Linked DNA regions of Mus musculus: region 1 is linked to region 2. A link is a contact called in public Hi-C data. All regions are on one chromosome and are shown on one strand. Each heading gives the region's core, a stretch centred on a gene start, on an enhancer-like site or on the middle of the called end of the contact. The rest is flanking DNA. Distances are from core to core; before and after follow the strand shown. Region 1 overlaps Raver2 (ribonucleoprotein, PTB-binding 2). Region 2 overlaps Pgm1 (phosphoglucomutase 1).

Region 1 (6,027 bases), core at 724-3,223, 1.2 Mb before region 2:
CTCTCTCTCTCTCTCTCTCTCTCTCTCTTTCTGTTCTATTGATTTTTCTGTTGTTGTTGAAAACTGAAGATCATTTAAATGAAATGATGTGGTGACTGGAAATGAATCTACAAACCCCTCTCTTTTGTTACTGTTCAGTAGCTTCTTTTGAACTTGTGAAAAGTCAGTTCTCCTGGCTGTGTGAACTGCTGTTATCTGTTAATGGCTACCCTATAGATTGCGATGCACATTCATGCACAATGCAGAAACCTTCAAATCCCTATTTCACTTGCTCCATTCTGGCCCTGGCATTAGGGCTGTAAGATAACTATCTGCATGCATTACAGTGTCAACGATGCTCTGTACTGGTTCCCTATGAACTCAAAGGGGGGAAACAGTTGTCATCTGCACATTTTATCAGTCCTGACAGTGGCTCTCGCTGCTGGAGAGGCTGCTAGACACCATGTGATGTCCAGGGAAGGCCCAGCAATTATTCAACCCCAGATGACACTGGTGCCAAGGCTGCAGTCTCTGAGACAATACGCATTGTTGTTACCCCGTTACTGTCTAGATCATCTCTCTGTAAGTCTGACTCCTGTACACGATCGTGAGTTCCTGATTTACGAGAGGGGACTCTGCTCATGAGATCTGTGTTTTTTGAAGAAAATTTTGATCGTTCGTTTTTCAAACATTTTATACTCCATTAACCGCATCTCCTCCACTGATATGCACTTCTAGCTGCTTGGTCTGCTCCCGGGGCTCTGAAGAGCCTGCTCACTGGTTTCCACTCTCTCCTCTGCCTGCTGCTTTTCTAGTGGTGAATCTTTCCTTCCTGTCTTTCCAGTCCTGTGCTGTTCCCATCTAATGTAATCTTTAATATCACAAAACAACTGCTAGGCAGTGGCGAATGCCTTTACTTCCAGCACTCAAGAGGCAGAGCGAGGCAGGTCTGAATTTGAAGCCACCCTGGTCTACAGAGTGAGTTCCAAGACAGCCAGGGCTACACAGAGAAACCCTGTCTTGAACAAACCAACAAACCAATCAAAAAGAGAGAGAGCGAGAGCGCTAAACAACTCCTGTCAGTTCTAGAATTATTAAATTCTTTTATAGTGTGTAACTCTCTGAGACCCCCTATGTGTCCATGATGTCATCATGTTATTTGCCATTTATGTTTTAATGTCATTGTTTACTGATACCAACACCTGGTCATTGCGGCTCCATCTCCCTCATGAAATGTTTTATATCTGTAGGTTATTTTACCTACATGTATGTCTGTGCACCACATGTGTGCCTGGAGCCCATGGAGGCCAGAAAAGGGCCCCAGGCACTGGAGTTAACAGACGGTTATGAGAGCTGCCATGTGGGTTCTGAGAATCAAACCCAGGTCTGCTGGAAGAGCAGCCAATACCCTTAACTGCTGAGCCAACCCTTCACCCCCAACTTCATAGTTAATTGTGAATTACTGGATGCTGAGAACGAGAAATGGAAAAAGTACGGACTCCATTATCTTCCTCTGTTGAGGACAGTTTGTTCTAACTCAGTGGTTCTTAGCCATCCCAATGCTGCAACCCTTTAGTGCAGTTCCTCATGTTGTGCTGACCTCAACCGTCAATTTTTTTTTGTGTGTGTAGCTAATTCATAAGTGTAATTTTGCTACTGGTAATATAAACATCTATGTTTTCTGGTGGTCTTAGGGAACCCCTATGAAAGGGTTGTCTGTTGCCCAAAGGGCTTGTGACCCACAGGTTGAGAAAGTTCAAAATCCAAGTGTCGCCTCTGCGCTGGACTTCACCGACCATCAAGCTTTGGCTCTGACATCTCCCTGACAGCAGCGGTTCAGTGCTCAGCCAACTAGGTTAGGCTGGAGTTTCACGATGGCTCCGGGGCTCCTACCCATGTGCTTCCCTCTGTTCCAGGACTTTACAGCTTCACAGCCCTTAGGCTTCCTCTGTGACTCAGGTCACCAGAAGTGCAGATTTGCATTGAGTCAAGCAAAGAGCCTCAGAAACATGACTGTCCCCCAGGGGAATTCCCCTTGTCAGGACCTGACACCCTTCAGCGTTTGCTGAAGTATTCCCCAACGCTTTCAAACAGCAGCTGCTTTTTTCAAATGCACTCCAGATTTTATCAGGGATTTAATAACAATAACTTCATATTCATTAGAAACACCAAGTAGCAAACCCTTAAATGGATAACTTTACTTCAAAGTGAAATCATGCCATCTACTATCTGACACAACCGTCTGTCACAATCCTTATGCCCAAGAACCTAAACAGAGTTTCCAGGAGCTACTACTGCAGCGACATGGACCCTGCAGTCTGAGAAATCATTGACAAACCATAGAGACAGGGAGAGTTAATTACGCCATCGGCTCTTCCACCTACACCATGAAGGGACAGTTTAAAACTCACCAGCATGGTAGTAAGATGGAATGTTCACACTGTCTAACATGCAAGATCCTAAGGGCAATCCCAGTGCTATTTTTAAAAAAATGATTAAGAACTGAGTTGGGATATAGTTCAAGAGTAGCTCGAATGCTTGCCTAACACGCACAATTGAGCTTTTGGCTCAATCCCTCAGTGACGGTGGTGATGATGGTGATAAATGCTTACACTGTGTGCTGGGTAGTTTTTATTGTCAACTTGACACAACCTCAGTTACCTAGGAAGAAGGAACCTCAACAGAGCTGACTGGATCAGACTGCCCTGTGGCCAGTGTCCTCCATTAATATGGGAGGACCCAGGACCCAGGATGCTGTGGATGGAGTACTACTCAGATATACATATATAAACATGTATACATACACACATACATATACATACACACATATATATACGTACTTATACATACATACATATATACACACATATACATAAACACACACATATATGTGTGTTTATGTATATATGTCTGTATGTATATACATGTGTATTATGTATGTATATATATAGATAGATAGACAAACTGATACACAGACAGACAGACATATATAAGATGAGCAAGCCACAGAGTGAGCAGCATTCCTCCATGGTTTCTGCCACCAGGATTCCCCTGTCCTGACTTCCCTCCATGATGGATTCGGATATGGAAATCTGAGCCAGAAAGACCCTTTCTTTCCCAAGTTGCTTTTGGTCATGGTGTTTATCACAGTAACAGAAAAGCAAACTAGAACACACTGCAAAGGAAGTAGCAACTGTTTAAAGTACAGAGATGCAAGGGTCTAGCTCAGAACCTGCCCACCCACAGGTGAGCAGCTGTCTCTGTAGAGGCCCTGCCAGTGCCAGCATATTTACCACAATCTAAGAACCAGGTCTGCAGTGGCAGAAGAGACCAACTTCAAAGACACACGCAAAATGAAAAATGTGGGACAAAAAGGAACTTTCTTTGAGGCTTAAAATACACATTTCGCTAAACCCTTAAAAATAAATATGTTTCTCCTGCTTTGGAAAGTAAACTTTGTTCGCCATGAAGAAAGAAAAATAGAACTGTATAGGACTATAGCTTGTGAACATCTTCACAATGGATTATGAAGATTATATCATGTCTTTATACATTATTTTATATCACTTAAGATAATCAAGTTGTATTTACTGGTAAGGATGCTTGCACTGTCTTAGGTGAACATTTTTGTTGTTTCTAATCTTCACAACTGCCATAAATGACTGTGTTTTTATCTCCAATACTTTACTTTCGTTCCTTACATACAATCAGTGGGCAGCGTCCTTATCTATGTCATTACTGAATACATTAACAAAGCTGGAATCTGAGAAAGAGAATGGCTTCTTCGTGACATCAGCTCTGACCCCCATTCTCTCTCTTAATTAACCACATCAAAGCATCTTGTGAACGTAATTTCGAATAATTCTCCATGTTCTTGGGTTCTACAACCATACATTAAACCAACTGCATGCTGGGAATATTTGAAGATCTCTGCACTTGCCCCAAATACGTGAACAACAGCACAGTGTAATTACAGAGCATTTCCATCACACCAGTAATCTAAAGAGGTTCAAAGATGAAGAGATTTTCCCAGAAAGATTGCACCCACGGCACCATATAAGAGAGACCTGAGCACCCATGGAGCCCTGGAACGAACATCCTATAGATCCCGAGGGTTGGCTCCTCTGTTATGCTATGGCTCTGGTATACAGCTGGGCGTGGTGGTGCATACACACACAAACCCAGCACTTGGGAGGCTGAGGCACTGTGAGTTTAAGGACAGCCAGCCCGGTTTATCTAGTGAAACTCTGTCCCCCCAAATCAAACACCCCACTAGAGTTAGTATAGGAATACCTGTCCGTGGGAACATTTTCTACATCTCTTAAGCAATGATCAGGCATGGATGGGTTTTTTCTTGATTTTTTAAGGACCGCACTCACGTAAAACAGAGGGCAGCAGAATTCTCAGGAAAGAGTCAGGTAGTAAATATTTAACTTTGTAAGCCATGTAGGTCTATTGTATTGGGTATGATAGCATTATGGAAAATATATAAATGAACGGATGTGGCTATGTGCAACCAAAAAATAGATGGTAGGATGGATGTCATTTGAGGACCACTAGAAAAACTGTAAGAGGTAAAATACTTGGTATAAAAAATATTAAAACAATTTCTTGAACCTACCCCCAAATTTCAAATGATGAGAGATCATTCTGTGTGTTCTCACAACTAAAGCTGTCATGATCTAAACATGACCAACAGCCTCAGTGTAGAGTTGGACTAGTTTCTCCCTGTACTGTTCTGATCTGCACATCATTTACCTGGGCATAATCCTCGATGGATGGAGAATAGGCGATGCACTTCTCCAGTGCATGCTGGGACTCACTTCCCTGAGAGATCGCATCCAGAATGTTGCTCGCAATTCCAGTCTTCGGAGGCATGCCTTTACCTGCAGTGGCTAGAGGGGAAAGCAAGACCACTTGGTGATTTGTTAAATTACAAACAGGACAAAGCACATTAACTCAGCCTGTTTCAAATATGTTGCCAACATGTATTTGTGTTTATTTTCTCCAGGAGGAATATATATATATCATTTCATTCATTTCAGCAACTGAAAATGGAAGCCTGCTATAGAGGTAAAATAATTATGATAGAAACCTCTAAAATTTATATATGTATTTATTATATATGAAAGTATAAATATATAATAATATAGATATTCTATTCTTTTTCTGTACTGAGATCTGATACCAGAGCCTCAAGAAAGCTAGTTAGACATTCTACCACTAAACTATATACCCAGTCCCATAGGCAGACTCTACAACAGCGCTTCTCACCCTTCCTAACGCTGCGACACTTCAATACAAGTTGTGGTGACCCCCAACCATAAAATTATTTCATTGCTACTTCATAACTGTAATTTTGCTACTATTATGATGTGTAGTATAAATATCTGATATGCAATCCCCAAATAGGTCACAATCCACAGGCTGAGAACCAGTGTTCTACATGAAGGCACATAAGACGCATATTAAACAGCCTCATTGAGGCAATAGTTGTCAATGCCCGTTTTTAGGCGAGATCAGTATGCTCCGGATATACTAGAATACTTAACTTTTTCTTAGCTTTAAAAGATTATAATACTAAAGGGGATAGTTTGCATAACGCCAAAAATGTATATTAAAAATTAGACTCCTCTCTATGCATTTACAACTTCCCCAGGTTTACATTCTGTATTTACACAGAGGCGCATGAGATCAGAGCTTTAATAACAACCGCAGTCACGTGGTGCTCATTTTTACTTTTCGGATTTAAAGCTCAGCTTTACAGACGGCTTCATAAAGGAGTGACGTAGACAACTTCTCCTTTTTCAACATCACGGTGTTCCATCCTGTGTATCCAGCCTGTGTATCCCCTGCTGGGCAGCATTAATGTGCTCTGCCGTAAATGACTACGGTGCTTTAAACAATTTGCTGTCGTCATTATTTTCTATTGTGACTTAATTATAATTGAAAAAAATTATTTCGCCCTTAATAAAAATATTGTAAAGCTTTTTAAAGTCTTTTATTTTCATTTTTTTCAAATAATGGACTTATTATTAAATAATAAGG
Region 2 (5,749 bases), core at 2,504-5,003:
GAGGAATTCAGTATAGTGAAAATAAGGGATCCAACTCAAATTCTTACCAGGCTTTACTTAGTACTTAAGTAGTATTGAGGGTACCAATCTGGTTCCTCACCTATTATACAGCGGCCCAACAGCTTTTTCTCTCAAGCTGCTGAGGTCATATGAACTCATGTGAAGTCCAGCACTGTGCCTAACAGTACACGTAGGCTTCCTGGCACACATAATAACAACCCATGATGTGGGTGTTCTTACTACTCCTATACTACGGATGAGGAAATTGAAGTGTTATCAAATTAGGCCAGGCACTAAATCCAATCAGTGGCTGTCATATTTATAAGGAGCAAGAGATTTGAAGACAGAGACAGACACAAGGAAGTGCGCCACATGGGGACAGAGGTAGAGAATGTGAGCTATGCTGCAGCACCAAGTGACAGGAGCTAGGAGGGAGCCAGGGTAGAGCCTTCTCTAGGGTTCCTAAGAGCATCACGGGCTGTGGCTATCCCTAGAGTGGAAGGGTGCTTGCCTGGCATACGTGAGGATCTGGGCTTGGAAGGAGCTGGTGAGGAGGGAGGAAAAGGGAAAGAAGAAGCAGCAGCAGCTTACCCTTAGGGCTGCTACTTGAAACTACAAGAGTGAATGAGTGTTGTTTGACGCAACAGTGCGTGATGCCTTTTTCTAGAAACTCTGGAGAATTGACGTAAGTTAGCGGTAATTTAAAATGGCATGTCCTATTCTGGGGTAGCTGGGCTCTCTGCACGAGGGTTGGCAGACTGAGTGAAAACATTCTGGGGTTTCCCCAGCCCGCTCCCATGTACCTTTCCTATGCCCCAGAGTGCTCGCTCCTCACCACCAAGTGTCAGCCTGGATGCTGGCTCAGGTTCTAAGGGGAAGCTTCCTGTCTTTCTCACTGCTTCCTGACTCAGTACCTGGAATGGGCTTGCTCAAAGCAAATCCCTGAATGACTGAACTACTGATGTGAGAGCATCAAATGCCCTCTGAGACTACTGGGGGAGCTGATGGACATGAGCATCTTCCTAGGGAGTCAAACGGTTTCCCCTTCTTAGAATAACCACTAAGAAACTTCCTCCCTCTCACAGACAACTCAGGCATCTGTAGAGGGTACCCTGCCTGAGAACTGGCATGTGACTGGTTTCTAGAACACATGAGACCTGCACCGTAACAACTGAAACCAGAATCTGCAGCAGGGAGGGGAGCACAGCTGGTTGGTCTGTGGGGCTCAGCTTGCTCCACTCCTGAGCAGGGCCTCAGGGATCACAGGCACAAGTGGTAAGGGGCCTTCATGGTTCCAGTGAGGTAGAAAAAGTGAACTACACAGAGGACACACCAAGGCAAACCAGAGGGAAGGGTTACAGCAGACACTGTATCCTACTAGACTTGTCAACAAATGTCAGAGAAAGTCTGGTGTGTCGGCATATACCTGGAATCCCAGCACTTGGGAGGCGGAGGCAGGAGGATTGTCATGAGTTCAAGGATTACACCTCAAGTTCCAGGCTAGCCAAGGCTATACAGTAAGACTGTCTTTAAAACAGTGTATACATATTTATTTGTTTATGTGTTTATATATACACGCATATAGGCATGTCTCAGGGAGATCTGTAGAAAAATAGCTGGACTGTGTAATTGTTTTCAGTGTGGTTCTTTTGCGTCTGTAAATTATGTATTTTACCTAATTACTCAAGTTTAATTCATTCTACAATACCAATCTGGACCATGAACCCAAGTTCAGAAGCTTGCTTTACTGAAGACATCAGGTGAGATGAAGACCTGTTTCATGTCATGTAGCCTGCTAGTTAAACAACAGCTACAGCAAACCTCTGGAGTTTCCGTGTCACTGGACAAATACTGCGACCAGCCCTACTCCGAAACAGCCTTTTGGGTTTGCTGGCCTAAGTCTCCAAAACTCTCTGTCCCCTCAGAGTCATGAAGTTAATTCCAGGACCAGGTTGAAGGTTGGCCTGTCTATGAAATAAATCCAGGGACTGTGTATGTTGGTGAGGCTGCAGAGATGGAGAAACTGCTACTCACTGTAGGTGGGGATGCACATTGGTATCACCGTCATAAATTAATATAAAGGCGCCTCAAAACACTGTGAGTAGAGCAGTGTGGCCCAAGTATCCCAGTGCTGATTATAAATGCAATGGAAGAGAGACAGCCACTATTCACCAAAGCCAAGATCCAGGTCACCTGAGTCCAGAGCAAATGAATAGGGAAACTGTCACACAGATACAAAATGGACCACTAGTCAGTCATGAAAAAAAGAAAAAGAAAAAAATGTCTTTTGTTCATGGCCACATGGATAGAACTGAGTGTTCCCAAAGCACATTACCACATAACCAGGCACTGAGGCTCCGCTAGGTAACTGTCTAAGGGACAGAAAGCTTCCAAAACTGTTCAAGAGAGGCCCTGGGAACAAGGGGACCTCTTCTTTGTTCTGGCCACTTCTTACAACTGTCCTCGAATCCTAATGGGCAGCGGCATTGTGTACGAAAGAAACCCTGACGCTCCGGGACAATCCTGCTTACATCAGGACTGCCCGGCATGCACCTTTGAGACGAGATAGCCAGGTGTCAGACCAAAGACTGCTAGACTTGTCGTCTGAACCTAGCTTCCCAGAATAGGCTCCTCTCCCACCCCGAGAGCCTGCATGAAGCCGGGGGCGGGATAAAACACCTGTGCTCTGCAACACACAGGTCGACAGTGTGCAGTGTGCTGCTAGGTGCTGGCAGATCTGCTAAGAGAAGCCAGGCTGGGAAGGAAGGTGGGAACTGCTGCGGGACCCTTGGCAGTATCCAGTGCATTTCCCACGGAACCCTGACCTACCCACTGAGGCAGCCGACAAAGCCTGAGTGTGACTTGTCCAGGCAGTCTGTCTATTCATCGTCTTAATCTCCTAAAAACTACGCTATGACATACTAACTTGAAAAATAAGTAAAAAGAAATTCAAGGGGCTAGGGCTCTAGTTCAGTTGCAGTGTTGGCCTAGTATGCAAACGCCTGGGTTTGAGCTTCACCATCTCTCCTCCCCCACAATAAGGACATTTATAACTAACCCTAAACAGAACATCCGGTAATGAACAGTGTATCCAGGAACCAAACTCTTGTGTTAGGCTGACTCTGAAGTCATACTATAATAAAATGAAATGAAAGAAATAATCTAATTTTTTTTAGTATATTTGTGTTTTGTGTGTGTGTGTGTGTTACTGTGCACACGAGTGCATGTGTGTCCCTTCCCAGAGACAACTTCAGGACTCAGCTCCCCCCACCCCCACCCTGGATCTCACCTTTCCCTGGGAGCCTCCCCTTCAACCTGGAAGTAGCTATGATAAAGATCCCCCCCTCCTCCTCAAGAAGCCCAGAGTCTGGGCTGTTGAGCTGCTCTTCAGCTCACCTGAGGCTTTATCACATGGGCTCTGCTGTTTGGGACAGGACTGAATCAGCCCAGGGAGTGGCTTGCCTGAATCAAAAGTACAGTTTCAATGACGACCATGGTAACTGGCGCTCAGGCTGCACCCCGAGTTCCTCAAGCATTCAGAAGCCTATGAACTCAACCCGTTCCCATGACACTCTTCACTAGAGATCAGAACTCACCCCTGATCACAGGAGAGGACTCTGAGCCTGAGAGATGACAGGCAGAGCTCATAACATTTCACAGGAAATTGAAACTACAGCGTGAACCCAAGTCAATTCCAACTCATTCTATGAGCTACTTCTTAGTGCAATGCAGGGTGCCACCCAGTGGCCTGTCTTCTATTTGGCATTACGTCAGAGGCAGTCCACAGGGACACTGTGAAGGACCGCTGCTTGCTTCATGTGACAGATAGTCCTGGTCTGGTGCCATCAAAGCAGCAGCAGAAGTGTGTGTATGTGGGGAGGTAGGGGGGTGTCTCTGGGTTCCCATCACATGCTAATTGTAGTAGATTAAATGGTGGTCTCTCCCACCCCCCACTCTTCACTCAGAGCCTGTGCTGGATGGTGACCTTGCTTGATAAAATGACTTTACAAGTTAAGGATCTTGAGATAAGAGCCTTCTGGATTACCGAGGTGGGCCCTAGATCTAAGGACAAGAGTCCTTCTGACAACAGAAGAGGAAAGAGGGCGTGGCATAGCAGTAAACCGCATACTTCAGGCCTAGAGCCGAATTCCCCAGCATAGAAATCCGGGGTGGGAAAGAAGACAGGCATACGAATATGGCCTTGTGAAGTCAGAAGTAGTGACTAGGCATGTGCTAGGAAGCCCTGGGCTACCCAAAGTGAGAAGGGTCACAGAAGGGTCCTCTGGCTACTAATTCTGCTGCCAACATCTTGCTTTTAGACTTCTGGCCTCCAAAAATAGATGAGAAATTTCTGTTTTTTAAGCCCTCAGCTAGTGGTCATTTGTCTCAGCAGTCACAGGAAACTAACCTACGTTACAGTTTTAGCTATCCATGAATGGGCCCGTCTCTCCAATGACCACACAGCTTTACCTGTGTTTCACCGGACACCTTGCACGGTCACTGGCACACAACGTGTCACTGTTTATCAAATGAACAGGTCCATGTGTCCCAGGAGGCTGATGACAGTATTAGATGTGTTTCTGGGTGCTTCCTATCTGGAGGACGACACTGGCCTAGGCCAGGGAACCACACCACAGATTCATCTTAAGGTATCATATGGAGCTGAGCCCTCAGATCCAGCAGCTGTATGGCTGTGCCTCACATGGACCAGGGACCACTGCCTGAACAGGCAAATCTAAGACACACTATAGGGCTGGAGATAGGATGAGATACCCATGCAGTGGGTGGCGGCAGACACAAACGACCCTCTCCTCGTCCCCCTTTCCTCTCTGTCTTCCAATGGTCTCAGTATTTAAAATCATTGTGAAACCCTTAGAATTATCAGAACGCTCTGTTTAGTAGATCGTCGGGCACTACAGTGCTTCACAAAGGCTGGTGCATCCTCACACTAACGCATAAGCCACTCATCGCTTCTCTCTATTAGATCTTCCGTGGGAAAGCTGGCAAGGCTGAGCTGTGTGCTAAGCACTTTTCTCATGGGGTGAATCACAAAGAGCCGGAGCAGAATATGTGGCCCCACCTACGGAAGATGCTCAACCTTCGCGCCAGCCGCAGTCTTTCCCCCCAATGCATCTGAGTAGTCCACACGTACTTCCCCTCTGCTTCATTTAAGATCTTCCTTAATTTGAGCCACAGAATACATTTTTCAAAGGCCCCATGAAGACCCTGGAATATAACAGTTTTATTACTACTAAGTCAAAAGGCCTTTCCCTGTCCTCACTCAGTAATGCCATCCCAACTCCATATCCTTAATTCTTTACTACCGTGGATCAGGTGGGCACTGTCATAGACTTGGGCTTCTGTGACTTTGAGCTGATGGGACTATCTTCCTAGGAGAGGTCTTGGTATTTAGCGGTTTGTTTGCTGTGCGGGGAAACAAACTTTCCCGATGTTACACAGTTGCAAAATGGCCACGGAAAGCATGCGTTCACCAGAGTGGTCCCTGTGGTAGATGAGGTTGGCTAAGTAAACAGTATTGGCTCTGTGGCATGACACAGGAAAGTGGGACTGTGGGGTTCCCCTCAGCATGAGCTGTCGTCTAAGATCCTCTCTATAGTGTGAGGAGGGTGCACACGGTCACTCGCTTCTGGCTCTGCGCCAGCATATTCATCCCAGCACCGGCTTAGGGAGCAGCAAGATCTCCAAACGAAGCTGACACTCCACTTACTCTTTTAGGGGAAGCTGTCTT

What was found. Hi-C and Micro-C count contacts between places; a contact is called where the count stands out from the background.
Region 1: a contact with region 2 is called in a Hi-C map of the CH12 cell line, with 2.3 times the contacts expected there. The contact joins two enhancer-like sites. A contact is called at or near these places in 4 of 39 promoter capture datasets (hippocampal neurons, liver, second pharyngeal arch cranial neural crest and 1 more), 2 of 15 datasets of contacts at CTCF or cohesin (large pre-B cells and pro-B cells), 11 of 484 Hi-C or Micro-C datasets (the CH12 cell line, the G1E-ER4 cell line, the P5424 cell line and 6 more) and 3 of 115 datasets of contacts at active chromatin or transcription factors (astrocytes, embryonic stem cells and large pre-B cells).

What each region holds. Positions count from the first base shown.
Region 1 is chr4:101,137,942-101,143,968 of GRCm38.p6, reverse strand. Raver2 (ribonucleoprotein, PTB-binding 2) reads right to left here. Exons shown (of 12, transcript NM_183024.1): 11 at 4,738-4,874. Among named protein-coding and RNA genes, the nearest start is that of Gm22100, 37 kb to the right of the region's middle. Within about 2 kb of position 1,973, at least 10 of the 459 cell types and tissues checked have an H3K27ac peak or open chromatin away from gene starts, as enhancers often do. A contact at or near this core is called in the CH12 cell line, where this site is marked.
Region 2 is chr4:99,940,190-99,945,938 of GRCm38.p6, reverse strand. The region is part of intron 1 of Pgm1 (phosphoglucomutase 1); the gene reads right to left. Among named protein-coding and RNA genes, the nearest start is that of BC062258, 13 kb to the right of the region's middle. Within about 2 kb of position 3,753, at least 57 of the 459 cell types and tissues checked have an H3K27ac peak or open chromatin away from gene starts, as enhancers often do. A contact at or near this core is called in the CH12 cell line, where this site is marked.